Regions from separate parts of the Mus musculus genome. Here regions 1 and 2 are each linked to region 3. Evidence: chromatin contacts called from public Hi-C and HiChIP or PLAC-seq data. All regions are on one chromosome and are shown on one strand. Each heading gives the region's core, a stretch centred on a gene start, on an enhancer-like site or on the middle of the called end of the contact. The rest is flanking DNA. Distances are from core to core; before and after follow the strand shown.

What was found. Hi-C and Micro-C count contacts between places; a contact is called where the count stands out from the background. HiChIP or PLAC-seq counts read pairs in DNA pulled down with a chosen protein or histone mark.
Region 1: a Hi-C map of adipose-derived mesenchymal stem cells shows a contact between it and region 3, with 2.3 times the contacts expected there. The contact joins two enhancer-like sites. A contact is called at or near these places in 14 of 484 Hi-C or Micro-C datasets (the HL-1 cell line, adipose-derived mesenchymal stem cells, embryonic fibroblasts and 5 more), 1 of 115 datasets of contacts at active chromatin or transcription factors (embryonic stem cells) and 1 of 9 other capture datasets (adipose tissue).
Region 2: a FOXA1 HiChIP or PLAC-seq map of pancreatic cancer cells shows a contact between it and region 3. The contact joins two enhancer-like sites. A contact is called at or near these places in 2 of 39 promoter capture datasets (the 3T3-L1 cell line and hippocampal neurons), 1 of 15 datasets of contacts at CTCF or cohesin (the NIH/3T3 cell line), 16 of 484 Hi-C or Micro-C datasets (the AtT-20 cell line, the C2C12 cell line, the HL-1 cell line and 10 more) and 1 of 115 datasets of contacts at active chromatin or transcription factors (pancreatic cancer cells).

Annotation. Positions count from the first base shown.
Region 1 is chr3:86,055,475-86,059,855 of GRCm38.p6, forward strand. The region is part of intron 2 of Sh3d19 (SH3 domain protein D19); the gene reads left to right. Among named protein-coding and RNA genes, the nearest start is that of Gm25188, 43 kb to the right of the region's middle. Within about 2 kb of position 1,392, at least 57 of the 459 cell types and tissues checked have an H3K27ac peak or open chromatin away from gene starts, as enhancers often do. A contact at or near this core is called in adipose-derived mesenchymal stem cells, where this site is marked.
Region 2 is chr3:85,771,611-85,776,018 of GRCm38.p6, forward strand. It overlaps a transcript of Fam160a1 not described here. Among named protein-coding and RNA genes, the nearest start is that of Fam160a1, 28 kb to the left of the region's middle. Within about 2 kb of position 2,486, at least 18 of the 459 cell types and tissues checked have an H3K27ac peak or open chromatin away from gene starts, as enhancers often do. A contact at or near this core is called in pancreatic cancer cells, where this site is marked.
Region 3 is chr3:85,920,998-85,925,567 of GRCm38.p6, forward strand. No RefSeq gene overlaps it. Among named protein-coding and RNA genes, the nearest start is that of Gm26204, 15 kb to the left of the region's middle. Within about 2 kb of position 3,169, at least 76 of the 459 cell types and tissues checked have an H3K27ac peak or open chromatin away from gene starts, as enhancers often do. A contact at or near this core is called in adipose-derived mesenchymal stem cells and pancreatic cancer cells, where this site is marked.

The DNA of each region.
Region 1 (4,381 bases), core at 142-2,641, 130 kb after region 3:
AATGAGCCGTTTAGGACTCCGTGTGTATTGATATAATGAGTTGACTTAAACTTTTCAGATAAGGCTAAGCAGTAATATTTAACAGGTTAGAAGAGGGGGGTGTTTGTGTGCACACGTTCACACACACACACGTATGCATTTATATTTGTGTGCAAGTGTGTGAGCATGTAGAGATCAGAAGATAGCTGGGAACTCCTGGGGACTCTCCTGTCTCTGCCTCCCACCTCCCCACAGGAGCCCGGGATTAAACTTGGATCTGCACACTTTTATTCCAAGTGTTTCCCCTTCAGCCCGCTTAGATGGTTTAAAAAGCATTTCATCTTATGACCATTCAATTTACAATAGATTTACTGGATATGACCTATTACAGTCAAAGAGCATCTGTGCTGCCCAGCGGGTTTCCCAAAAGTTTGCATTCTCACTGTATAAATAAATAAATAAATAAATAAATAAATAAATAAATAGCTGTTCCTTTGCCCTGCATTATTTATGGGTGTAGCAGAAGAAAATAACAAGAATATTGGTTTTTGTGAGGGTGTAGCTCAGTGGCTGAGTACTTACATATCATTTTGTAAGGCTATGGATTCAGTCTTTCTCATCTCTCATCTCCCAAACACACACATTCTATCTCAGTATAACTCACATTTATTAGAAGCACGCTCACACCCACCTCTGTTATCCGTTCCTGTAAATTTTAATTCAGACTCCTAATCAATACTTTCCGGCCTGTATCTGAAATAGGACCCATGTGTGTTCAAGTTAAGGAAACTTTTTAGGTTGTTCTGAAATGAGCTTTTAAAGCCCTGTTGCAACTGTGTAGCGCCCCCTTAATGGTAGAACCGTTCTCCAAGGGACTGTAGAATGGAGCCACTGTTCAGGCTGCCTGAATTCAAATCCTGGCCACATTGTTTAGGAGCTGGGTTTCCTGGGCAAGTTTGGTCTTTCTTTACTTCAGGTTCTGCTGCAAACAGGGCTAAGTGTAGTGTCTACCTCTTAAGTTTGTGGTACTTCCCTAGTTGCTATATTTGTCAGCAAAACAGGCCCAGTAATATATGTATCTGTATTAATAGCTATATTGGGAAGGGAAAGAGATGACTTATCAGTTCAGAGTGAATACTGCTCTTGCAGAAGACCAGAATTCAATTGCTGGTACCCACCTTGGATGATACACGGGCACCTATGACTCCAGAATCAATGCCTCTGGCCTCCGAGAGCACTGGAGTGCACATATGCACATGCACACACACACACACATGTACAGAATTAATAACATAATAGAGCTTTTACAAAAAGGGAGAAGAGACTGCAGAGACTCTCTCAGAGTATTGTAGGAGCTGACTAAGCAAGTGAAGAGCCAAAGGGCAGGCCTCGAGGGAAGCAAGTTGGCACTCTCCCATACAGACTGACGCAGCTACAAGGGTGCTGCCCCTGAGTAGAGTTCTCCGCCCCAGAAGCCTTACTCTCCCTTTGAGGCATTCCAGTTGAGTGAACCAGGCCCATCTGGACTTGTTTACAGCTAACCTCCCAGTATTAACAGCTTTTAACCTATCTATATAATGCCTTCAGAGGAACATGTAAATTTGTATTTGAACACTGAAGACTGTAGCCAGCCACACTGATACATAAAATTGGCCATCATCGTCTCTTTGGACCTTGGGAGAAGCCCACTAAGCCCACTTACATGAGTTTTGATGTCATTAATGCTTCTCAAGGACAGGACTCTGCGTCTCTCTAAGTCAGAAAATGTTGATATTGCTGTTTGTCCATTTTTGTCATAAATAGCCGCACAGTTAATATTGATTGTGGTCCTGAAGAGTCCTGCCGTTTTGAGACAGGTGCCTGATCACGATAAGATTCTACATAATAAAAAGAGCCTGGGGCAGTACACGGCTGCTGTGCTTTGCTTAATCTGGACCAGAAGTGCTGGGTTGTAAGGAACTGTGTGGTTTTTGACTTGATGATAAGATGTTTTCTTAGGCTACTTGAAAAAAAGTTCAAGATTTGGTTTTCTGCATTTATTCTGATTTTTGTATAATCAGGCCACTTCGTAGGAAACTGATTGCATTCCTTTGGAAATAAGCCCTCACCGCCACTCAATCCACACACAGAATGACTACACACACACACACATTCCTTTGGAAATAAGCCCTCACCACCACTCAATCCACACACAGAATGACTACACACACACACACACACACACACACACACACACACACACACACACTCCTTTGGAAATAAGCCCTCACCGCCACTCAATCCACACACAGAATGACTACACACACACACACACACACACACACACACCCTTGGAGAAAAGACACTAAACATTATCAGATACTTTCTGGACTCAGATCTTAGGAGTCACTCTGGGAATGACCCCGTGTGGGTTCTCCAGCCTGTTAGGGGTATTGTTTAGGTGGTTTTGAGCAATGTGGTGATAACTGTCACAAAGGCTGACCCCATGCAGTGATGGAGGGAGGCTGCTTGCAGCTAGTGCTTTGCTTGTTTCTCTGAGAACTCTTTCACCAGGCCCAGCAGAGAAGCACAGGCACGCACCTTGAGCCAGGCTCTCCCATGATCCCACACCTTCCGCATGTAGCTGGTGGACCTCTAACCTGCAGGATTTGCTAATCAAGTCTTTAATCAAGTTTAAGCTAGAAGACTCAGAGCTTTAAAATTAGCTTTATTCCAGGCTTGAAAGTCATTAGACTTGGGATTGCTGGCACGTGTGTGCAGATGCAGGCAGAGTCCAAGCTTAAAGATGAGACAGAAACAATGAGAGGAGTTCAAAAGTGGGAAGGCTCGTTTTCCTCCAATGCCGCACCTCATGTGTGTGTGTTTTTCTGTTTGTAAGAAGTCTAGAGATAAACTTTGCATGCTCATAATAAAACTCATCATTTCTTTAGAGCTTAAGGAGGTTTCAGGTTGTTTCAGCCTCACATGATGATATGATTCCATTAAAAGAAGCAACAGCAGCAATATTGCAACTTAGAAACAAAGGCGTTTCTGGCGTTTTTAATACAGGCTTTAAAACTCTCCCAGACTGTAGGTTTTACTCTGAAATGGATTTGGATGCCATGAATACATTAGGAAAACAGAGCAGAATGGAGTTTTAAAGTGTTTACAGGCAAACCAGACCCCTCCTGTCGCCCTCCCTCTCCTACAGGAAGATGCATCACTTGCCTGCCTGCCTCCCGTATGGGCAGTGGCAGCAGACGCTTGCCTCAGTGAACAGTAGACATCGTTGTTATTTTGTTTTCTTAAACCAGCAACAGTTTAAAATATTTTTCATGTAGGATTTCTTATAACAAAATGCAATCAATCTTTTCTTCAAGACAAGGTCTGTAGACTTGACTTGACTTGACCTTGAACTTGCCCTGTAGCCAAGGATAATGTTGGACTCTGATCTTCAACCCTCTACCTCCCACATACCAACCAAGCTCAGTCTATGCACTGCTGAGAACTAAGCCCAGGCCCTTGTGCAGGCCAGGCAAGTGCTCTGCTGACTAGTTACTGTATGTCCCGTCCCTTTATACCCTTCAAGGTAGTCTTTCTTCCACTTTCCGTCTTTTCTTCCATTGTCACCTCAGATTTAAGTCTTCTAGCCTATAGGATGTTCACTGAAAGACAACAGATTCTCTTGGCTGCTTGGCAATTAATCCATACTTTTATAAGATGGTCTCTGTGTGTAGGTGTGCACACACAGTTAGGCGTGGACTTCCTGTGAGGCGGTGAAACACAAAAAGCACTCGGGCTTTGAGCCGGAGTAAAGTCAAACCCTGGCTTCCTCCTCCGTCACTGGCTCTAAGACTCTGAACATTCAAACTACATAAACCTTCTTGTCTGTAAAGTGAGATCATAACTACTTTTTAAGTCTGGGTTGAATTAAAGGACATTTACACTGGCCTTTGTTTGTTAGAATTAGAAGTTAATAAATATGAAGGCTGAGCCTCTTGGCTCGTGTTGGATTGTGTCATTGTTTTGCATTAAGAAGACTTAAATTCCTGTCTCATAATACCAAAGAGAGAGAGAGAGAGAGAAGACTTAAACTGAATCTTACAGTTTTAAATGTCATAATTTTTAAACTTTGTAGTTAGACTAGAGGTCATCCACTCCGATAATATCAGACTACCTGATAGTATCAGAAATGGCATTACTTGGCATGATATGCTCACACAGTGAGTATGGCAGGACTGAGGTTGGGCCGTAGACTTCTGGACTCAGTTCAGCCACTTTACATATGTAACAACAGTAGATCACAGGGCCTGAGCCTCGCATTCTTCCAGAGTCCTTATGCAGCCTTAATGCCGCTGGATACTTCATAGTAGAGGTGGGTTATCTCTCGCCACTTCTCTTGGTCTTTGCACGAACAAAAGGC
Region 2 (4,408 bases), core at 1,236-3,735, 150 kb before region 3:
GTTAAAGGCAATGCATCCTGTAGATCCCTTCACAGACCCAAAGCTGGCGCTCTCATATAAATGGTCCAGTGCTTTAGCAAGTGGCCCCTGCTCTTTCTTCCCACCATTTTCAGCAGTCATGAGCCAGTTGCTATGGTTGAGGGTACCCCTCTCCTCATTAGAAAGAACCTGCTCTCCTGGCCTCCACTGAAAAGACAGGAGATGAGGGAAAGGAAGGAGATCAAAATTGATGAACAGAAAACATCTGAGATACACCTTTCAATTCACATGACATATAAAGGATCTGATGATGGTAATGAACTCAAAATTGCATAATCTTAGACTAACAGCAAGGAAAAAGGACCTTTAAAATTACTGGGATTCAGGACAGGAATTATAAACCTCAGGTAGAAAAGGAAAAATTAATGAAGATTCTGAACTTGAAAAGCTGCCCTGGTTTAAGCAGTTAAATGTCAAAACCAAGAAAAAAACAGCGAAATCCAACAGGGGAGAACTGTAAAATAGGCAGGCATTAAAAAGGAATATTTGGTATATTTATTATTGGGTGGAGCTTTGGCCTGCCATGGTGCCAATTGACATCACAGACAGTTCTGTAGTGTTCGTGCTCTCCGTCCTATTTTATGAGGCTCCCAAAGGTAGAAGCTGACCGTCGGGCTTTGCAATGCTAGCACTCACAGAGCCCTCTCAGCCCTGAAAGGCCTCTTTCTGAAAGCAATCGCATGGCATGGATTTCTGTGATGCCAAGTGTCTACACAGTTTGTTTCTTCCATATGAATTAACAGCAAGCAAAATTCATGCTTTCGTTACCATACTTCCTTCTTAATACATCTCTTACCAGGCCTGGGAAATCCAGGTTCCATCTCTGTAGTTACTAAAGAAATCTATTTATAGATCAGTGGGCCTCCAATTGCCCACCAAGGAATCCAATACTGAAGAAGCCATACATTGCCCCTGTTCTTACTGAGCTCAGTCTAAAGTGGAGGTTAGACAGGATACCAACGGTGATCCCAGCTCTCACATTTTTAACTCTATTCCTTTTCTTCTAGGTTCCATGGCTCTAACTTCACTTTTTGATTTCAGTAACTAGTTACCTCTAACATCTATAAAATAATCAATGCCGATTGTGATGGTTATCACCATGGACACACCACCTCTGTGTGTGTGTGTGTGTGTGTGTGTGTGTGTGTGTGTGTTTCCAGCAAGGTCTGACAGAGGAGAGGAGATCTACTCCAAATGTGAAGAGCACCAAGCCATAGACTGAGCTTCTCCCTTAGACTATGACTTGTTACAATAGGAAAACTTATATATCATATAAAAACTTTAATTTGTTTTAGACATGGTCTCAATGTATAGCCCAGGCTGGTGTCAAACTCACAATTCTCCTATTCCAGTCTCTAGGGCAGGGAACCCAGGCGTGCACTAATGTATTCAGCACAGGGTTGTTTTCTAACAGATACAGTCAAGTTGGTTCAGAATGCAAAAAGATAGATGCAACGTTGGGATTCTATAAAAAACAATCAGAGCCTCAACGGGGGAAAAAAAGCACACAACATTATTACAGGTGGACAAGGAACACGGGTAAAGGCTATGAAAAAGCAGGCCTGTGAGAAAAGCATAGCAGGCTCTTCCACCTCAAGAGATGGGACCTGATCCCATGCAAGTCTGGCCACTGGGTCACTCCGTCCTGATTGCTTAATGAAAGTGTGCAGATCAGCAGACATTATGCTGGAGCATTCCAAATGTCCCTAATTATGGCCAAGTAGATGAAGGCCTTAAAAATTATACTTCACCCTATTTGAAAGGGTATCTGGCACATCATTAATTAAAGCACCTCAGCTCCCCTCTACATTAGAAGCATGATAATTATCTTCATACAAAATTTGCTTTATAACACTTGAAATGCTTCAAATCCTAGGGTGACAACAGAATATAAACAAAAAGTCCATGGATTAACGCTGCAGTCCAAGACTATACTACTGCAGATCAAAGTTAAGAGCGCCCCCTTTAGGAATAAGGAGTAGCAACAGGCCAGGGAAAGAAGTGCAGCAGTTGCCATGATGGTTATTGTAGTAATATTGGCAACATCGGAGCTTTCTTGAGTCACACATTACACTAAGTGCTTTTTTTTTTTTTAACACTACTTTATGCTCTGAGATGGTAATTTACAAAGTTACCCAGCTCAAAATCAACAGGGTGAAGGACTGACCCCTGGTCCATCAGGCTCCCAAACCCCTAATCAGCTCTGTGCCACCAACGAGCCCTGGTTAAAAGACAGCAGGAGCAAGAAGGAGGAGAGACTGTCTGTTGCAGGCACCTCCCCAGATGGTGATGTGCAGAATTAACAGCAGAAATCACACAAGATGAATGCCGCCCCCCATGAGTGAGTCCAAATAGGCAGAGATAAAGAGTACTTTCTCACACAGGGCTGTGACCCCTGAACAAGGAGAACAGCAGGCGAGACTGAGGCGTGAGGAAAGGGTGACTCACCAAGGCTGCTCTTGGGGGAACTACAGGGTGCACTTATCTATCTAGTTATTCAAACAAGTACTGCATGCCTGCTCTGCATCAAAGCCCAAAGTGCTGTCCTGGCCTCCAGGCATGGTGTTCTGGAAAGCACAGTAGAACCCTAAGCACGAAGAGTCTGGCAGATGACTGCAGGCCACCAGAACACCTGCCGCAGATGGCGACTTACCAGGGGGAGAGCTCCCCTCCCGACCCCAATTATGTTGTGATATTGTGAGGACATATTCACTCCAAAAGCACTGAGATTTAACCATTTCTTCTCAACAACAGAAAATGTGAGATCTTTGTGAGAAGAGTTTTTTCTGGAGATGAGAAAATGAAACACCACCCCAGGAGTCAGCCACCAACAAGAGCCCCAAGATCATAGGGCCCATCTCTCCAAGAGCTGCAAAGTCCAGTGCTATCATGATGCTACAACCCAGCCCTGATCTGCCAGTGTTTAAAAACACATTATAATCTAGTGAAGCCAAATAAATCTGGCCTTAAATCCCAGCTCTGCTCCCTACAAAGACTGTAGCTTTAGGCAAAGTACTTAACCTTTTGTGGCCCCAATTTCTGCTGTTTCAAAATGGAGATAACAAGCTCTACCTTACTGGCACCTTGTGGGCATAATAGTACTCTCTTCACTGGGGCCATACAATGTCCTGCCATGGCCCCATTTTCTGGGCACTAGTCAGATTTCTAGCCACTGCTTGGGGTCAGCCTTAAACAATGATTTTCTGCACTAGAGCAATACATGATCTCAACCTGCTAGCCAAATGGAACAGAACCAGAGAAAGTCAGGGTGGGAACATGATCAAAGCACTCTAAGCTGGTCACCAGTCTGCAGTATGCTTGAATCTCAGAGATGGTGATCCACTGGCTTCGTCATCAACATTCCTAGTTCAAATCTAAGCGGTCAAGTGACCTGGTAGCAAGCAGTAAAGCAGATAAGGGTGAGGCAGCCAGCAGTTCGGAGCGTAGCTGGGTACGAGGAGGGATGACAACTGCAGCTGGAGAACTAACTTGTTGGGATCCAACAGCCTCTGATCCTAGCCCCTGGGTGTCCAGTTCCCCTCAGCCTTTGTCCTTTCTAGAGCCTGCTGCTGTCTTTGCCTAGGATCTTACAATAAGCTTCCTACTATCCAGGTCACAGGATGTTTTCTCTGTTCTCTGTGACCTGAGATAAAGTGGGTGGGAAGCCTCTGCCCACCTGGGAAAGAGGCCACAGGGAGCAGAGAAGCATTCACTGAAATTCTTTGTTAACCCTCACCGGATGGGCAGGGAAGACTAGACGATTCCTTCGGTTGAAAAAGGCTAAATAAAGATACTTCCCACGGAGGGCTGCCGAAAGGACCACCTGGTGTATGCTGGGGAGGCTGCAAACCATCTACTGTGAGTGAATGACATATTTAAGACGCTCCATGAAGGGCTGAAGATGTGCCTCAGTGGATAGAGTGCTGGCCTTATAGGCACAGCCTTAAATCAGCCCCCAGCAGCCCCTGAGCCAGGTGGTAGCGTAAGCCTGAAATCCCAGCACTTAAAAGATAAGTGGGGGGCTGGTGAGCTGGCTTGCCAGGTAAGAGCACTGACTGCTCTTTAGAAGGACCTGAGTTCAAACCCCAGCAACCACATGGTGGCTCACAACCATCCGTAATGAGATCTAATACCCTCTTCTGGTGCATCTGAAAACAGCTACAGTGTAGATATAATAATAAATAAATATTTTATTTATTTATTTATTTTTTTTTTGGAAGAAGAAGTAGTAGTAGTTGTTGTTGTTGAGTGGGCAGGTCTCATCCTCAGCAACACAGTGAGTGTAACATCAGACTAAACTACATGAGACTGTGTCCAAAAGGGAAAAAGAACATAATAAAAAATTCCACAATGTACAATTCCAAAGTCC
Region 3 (4,570 bases), core at 1,919-4,418:
GAGGAGTTAGAGAAAGGACTGAAGGAGCTGAAGGGGTTTGCAACCCCATAGGAAGAACAGCAATATGAATCAACTAGACCCCCCCAGAGCTCCCAGGGACTAAACCACCAACCAAAGAGTACACATAGAGGGACCCAGGCTCCAGCTGCATATGTAGCAGAGGATGGCCTTGTCCGGCATCAGTGGGAGGAGAGGCCATTGGTCCTGTGAAGGCTCAACGCCCCAGTGTAAGGGAATTCCAGAGTGATGAGGTGGGAGTAGGTGGGTGAGGGAACACCCTCATAGAGGCAGGGGGATGGGGAGGGTATAGGAGTTTCAGGGGAGACCGGGAAAGGGGATAACATTTGAAATGTAAATAAAGAAAATATCGGCCAGGGGGCGTGGTGGAGCACTCATTTAGTCCCAGCACCTGGGAGGCAGAGGCAGGCAGATTTCTGAGTTTGAGGCCAGCCTGGTCTACAAAGTGAGTTCCAGGACAGCCAGGGCTATACAGAGAAACTCTGTCTCAGAAAAAAAAATAGAAAGACGGAAAGAAATAATGTGTTTGAGGATTCAGAACAAAGAGTAAAACTGTTCTTACAGCAGAGAGTGCTCCTGTACATAGAAAATGGAGTGGAATCTGTAAGAAAGCCTCTCCAATTAGCAAGTAGAATTAGCAGGGTTTTAGGATGTAAGATCAATATACAAAAATCAATACTACAGATTGTTAGATAAATCAAACCTGTCTGGCCATTTGTTAGTAAGATAATACAAGGGTACATACATGTGATTGTTGTATCCTTTGTCAGCGCTCATAGAACATACCACACAAAGACTGAGCCCTGAGTGAGCTGGAACTGTAATAATAATCCATCAACATTGGTTCACCAACCGACCAAGCATACCACCACCTGGTACCAGTTCTCATTTGAGATGTTAGTCATGGGGGAGACTACGAGGGCCACAGGAGCAGGAACTTTGCTGTGAGACTGTGTCTCTCATGTCAGAATCTACACCCATCAAATCCCACCAGCTGCGTAAATGTTAGCTGAACAAAGACAGCAGGCAGGCCAGAGTGGACAGGGAAAAGCCCACGAGGCCTCAACCCTACACAGAGCTGCAGGCATCTAAGGGAGGCTGAGAGTGGGAGATAGGGTCTGCCCCAGGAAGGAAGAGCACACCAATTAGTTGTCCAACACCAAATGCCCAGCCCTGAAAACACATGCATATAAGTCACATTATACAGACTGAGAGGGTTGTATTTAGGAATATAGATGAATATGCACGTGACAACAATTAATGAAAAAAGAGCAAGGAGGGGCATTTGGGGAGGTGGAGGGAAGAAAAGAGAAGGGGGAAATGATGTAATTATATTATAATCTCAAAAATAACAAAGAGACTTTCTAAGGCTACACAGAAAAACCTTGTTGCTAAAAACAAACAAACAACAACAACAAAAGTAATGTGTCTGTTTGTCTTTCTGCTTACTATCCACCAGGTGGTGAAGAGCCTCTCCTAGCATAGTCTCCTGTGAGCATGTTCTGTCCAATGGCATGAGGCCAAGTGACCACGGACTGACCCTGAACTGGGACAACCTGCTATGACTCCCAATAGCATAAATTATGACGTACACAGCATTTCCCAGCACATACGCCTGCCCAAAAAAAAAAAAAAAAAAAAAAAATGTGACCTGAATCTCTTCCTGCCTATGGCTTAATTTCCTGTTTCCAGGAAATACATCTGGTGTATTCAAGGGCACCTCGAGAAATAGTCAGGCAAATTTAGAGAGCAGGGCACTGCAAGATGGCTCACTTGATAGCTTCATAAAGTCAATGCTAAGAAAATAAGTGCAAAGACTAAACTAAAGGAAAATATAAGTGACAATTCAATAGCCAATATTTGCATATATACTTCTATTTGTAAGTATTTTAAATAAACTGTGTGTGCTTACTACAGGGAAATTTTAAATCCATAAGAAAGTCAATAATCACATATAATTACGACTAATTAGTGATTTGTTGAAATGCTCTTTCCAAGGCCTTTTGAGTCGGCTTCTCCATCCCTGGCTAACATTAAGGGCGAGCCAGCCTATCAGTCAGCAAACGTGGGCCAATACAGCAAGCATCTCCAGCCTCAGCTAGCTAGGATCTGTCCTCTTCTTCACGTGCAAGACTGGATATCCATCTGTTCCGTTATTTTCCTCAATAATTTTCTCCTAACTATAAAAGTGCTTTTGTTTCTTATTTTATAAAATTATAAAACATAAGAGGAAAATTAGACTTCAACAATAAGTCTACCAATTAGAGATTTTATTATGTGTATGTGCCTCTTAAACACTTTAAGAACACTAGAATCTCAAATCGTTTGGGTATCTGGACTTTGCTTTTGTTATTGTCGTTGTTTGACTGCGGGGGTGGGTATTTGTGGGCACACATATGCCTATTTTTCGGGCATTCATGAAATGGAGGTTTACATGGGAGTGACTTACCTTAACTACCTGACACCTTAGCTTCTGAGCCAGGGTCTTGCTGAACCTAGAGCGAGCTGACCAGCAGACCCCAGGGATCCTCCCGTCTGCCTCTGCAGCTCTAGGGTTACAGCGCCCTGCTTTCCAAATTCAGGTCCTCGTGCTTAGCGGCAAGCACTTTACTAGCTAAGCCACCTCCTCAATTCCCAGGCACACACACACACTTCTTTTTTTCTTTTTTAGATAAAGTCCCATTGTGAGACACAAGCTAGTCTCTAACTTGTAATCCCCCTGCCCTACTTAGCCCCCTGAGTACAGGGGGTTACAAATTTGTCACCATAACGGGCTATTTATTTATTTACAAAATTTATTCTCGTTTATCATTTTCCCTGCCTTTAAAATAATGTCTGGAACACAGTTACATAGCTGCACTGTTTTCTTTTGTATGAACATTTAGCAAGTCATTTTACCAGCCCTTCATCATTAGATATTTCTATTACTTCGAAATTTTTCCCAAGGCAAGACCACTGCGCACTGGAGTAAGGGAACGTGCAATAAGCCTGTAGTAACTGTCGTTTAATAAACCACAGAGCTTAGAACTGAGGGGCGACATGGATGGCAGGGATAAAGAATGTCTTCCCCCTGGTTCCAGGAGGTCGGTTTTTACTGCCCTAGCGAGGATTCCCTGGAACCCGCCTCTCCAGGGTTCCTACTGTCTGCTGAGCTGCACTGCATCCCTGTGGCCATGGGTGGTACTGCAGCACGGAGGCCTCAGCAAAGCTGCTTAGATTCCTTTCCTGACCGATTTTTTAAATCCAATTTAAAACTGTGACCATTTTCCTTCAACTCTCAAATTGGAAATTTACAAGCCCAAACTGATAGTCTGTGTGATATTTCCCTTGTAATAAACACTACTTTAGTGCCTTGAGCATTTAACTAAAACAAACAAAAACCTACCCAGCTGTAGCGCCCGCCCTCTCCCCCACACCGTCCTTTAGTCATATTGAAGGAAGCCCTCAAACAAGTGGAGATTATTCTTCTCTGTGGGACTTTCCACATGCTAGCAAGAACTCCTAAGGCTCGGCATTCTTTGGATTCCAGTGGGTTTGGTTGTCTTCCACATGCTACATGGACTGTAAACAGTCCTGCCCCACAATCCGATCTCCTCCCCTACAGGGCTGGAAAGGTTCCTCACGTTACCCATCCTTTCTCATATCTTGGAGACAGTAAGTCCCAAAGTGACACAGTAGAAATCTAGTGTGCAGAAACCCGGAACAAGGTGGTGTATGATACAATACATTCTCTTCATGCAGTTCCGTTATACTTAGCTCTGTCAGTGTTCCTGAGGCAACTACTAAATGGCCACAGACACTGACATCAAGAAGAAAGAGCAAGGGAGGAGAAGGAAGGTCCGAGAGATAGGCTCTCAACTGTGCACAAAGTACTGCTCCTTTCAAACTCTTCCAGTAGGGTCAAAGTTTGGAGTGTGGATGGTTTTGTTTGCTTGCTTCCTTTTTCAGTACTGCATATGGACCCATGGCCTCAGGAAAGCTAAGAAAGCGGTCTACAACTGATGCTGTACCGCCAGCCCATTGATGAGCTTAAGATGGTGAGCTCAGACACCCACATTCCCAAAAGAGTTTTTGGCTACCCACGTGACTCTAATATACCACCGGCATTGCAAACCTTTGCCTCAGAATATCTACAGTACTGAAGAGAACTCCTGAGGCTCAAGTCATAAAGACATAGTTCTAAGAGTAAGAATTTCTGAGGCAGGGGGAGCACGCCTTGAAGGCAGGACTGGTTGTAGAGATCTGCTAGGCTTGATGTCTACCAACCATTCTTTCTTCTAAAAGCAACTGATGTTCCCATGGAAACTGCTGGCTCCCTACCCAAGTCTGTCACTTGAGGTATGTGAGCTTCCTACCCTGGCTCAGGACAACCCTGGCCACTCCTGTCCTGCACCGTGCATCCAAGATATGACTTTACTTTCATGGAGCTAAACTTGCCCTTGGACTCAGTCATAGCTGAACCTTAAGGCTAACCATCTACCCTCAGCCCTTTCCACTCCTGAGCCAGCCTATCCTCCCTTTTATTGTTTTTTCTAAGTGATTTTTATTCGAG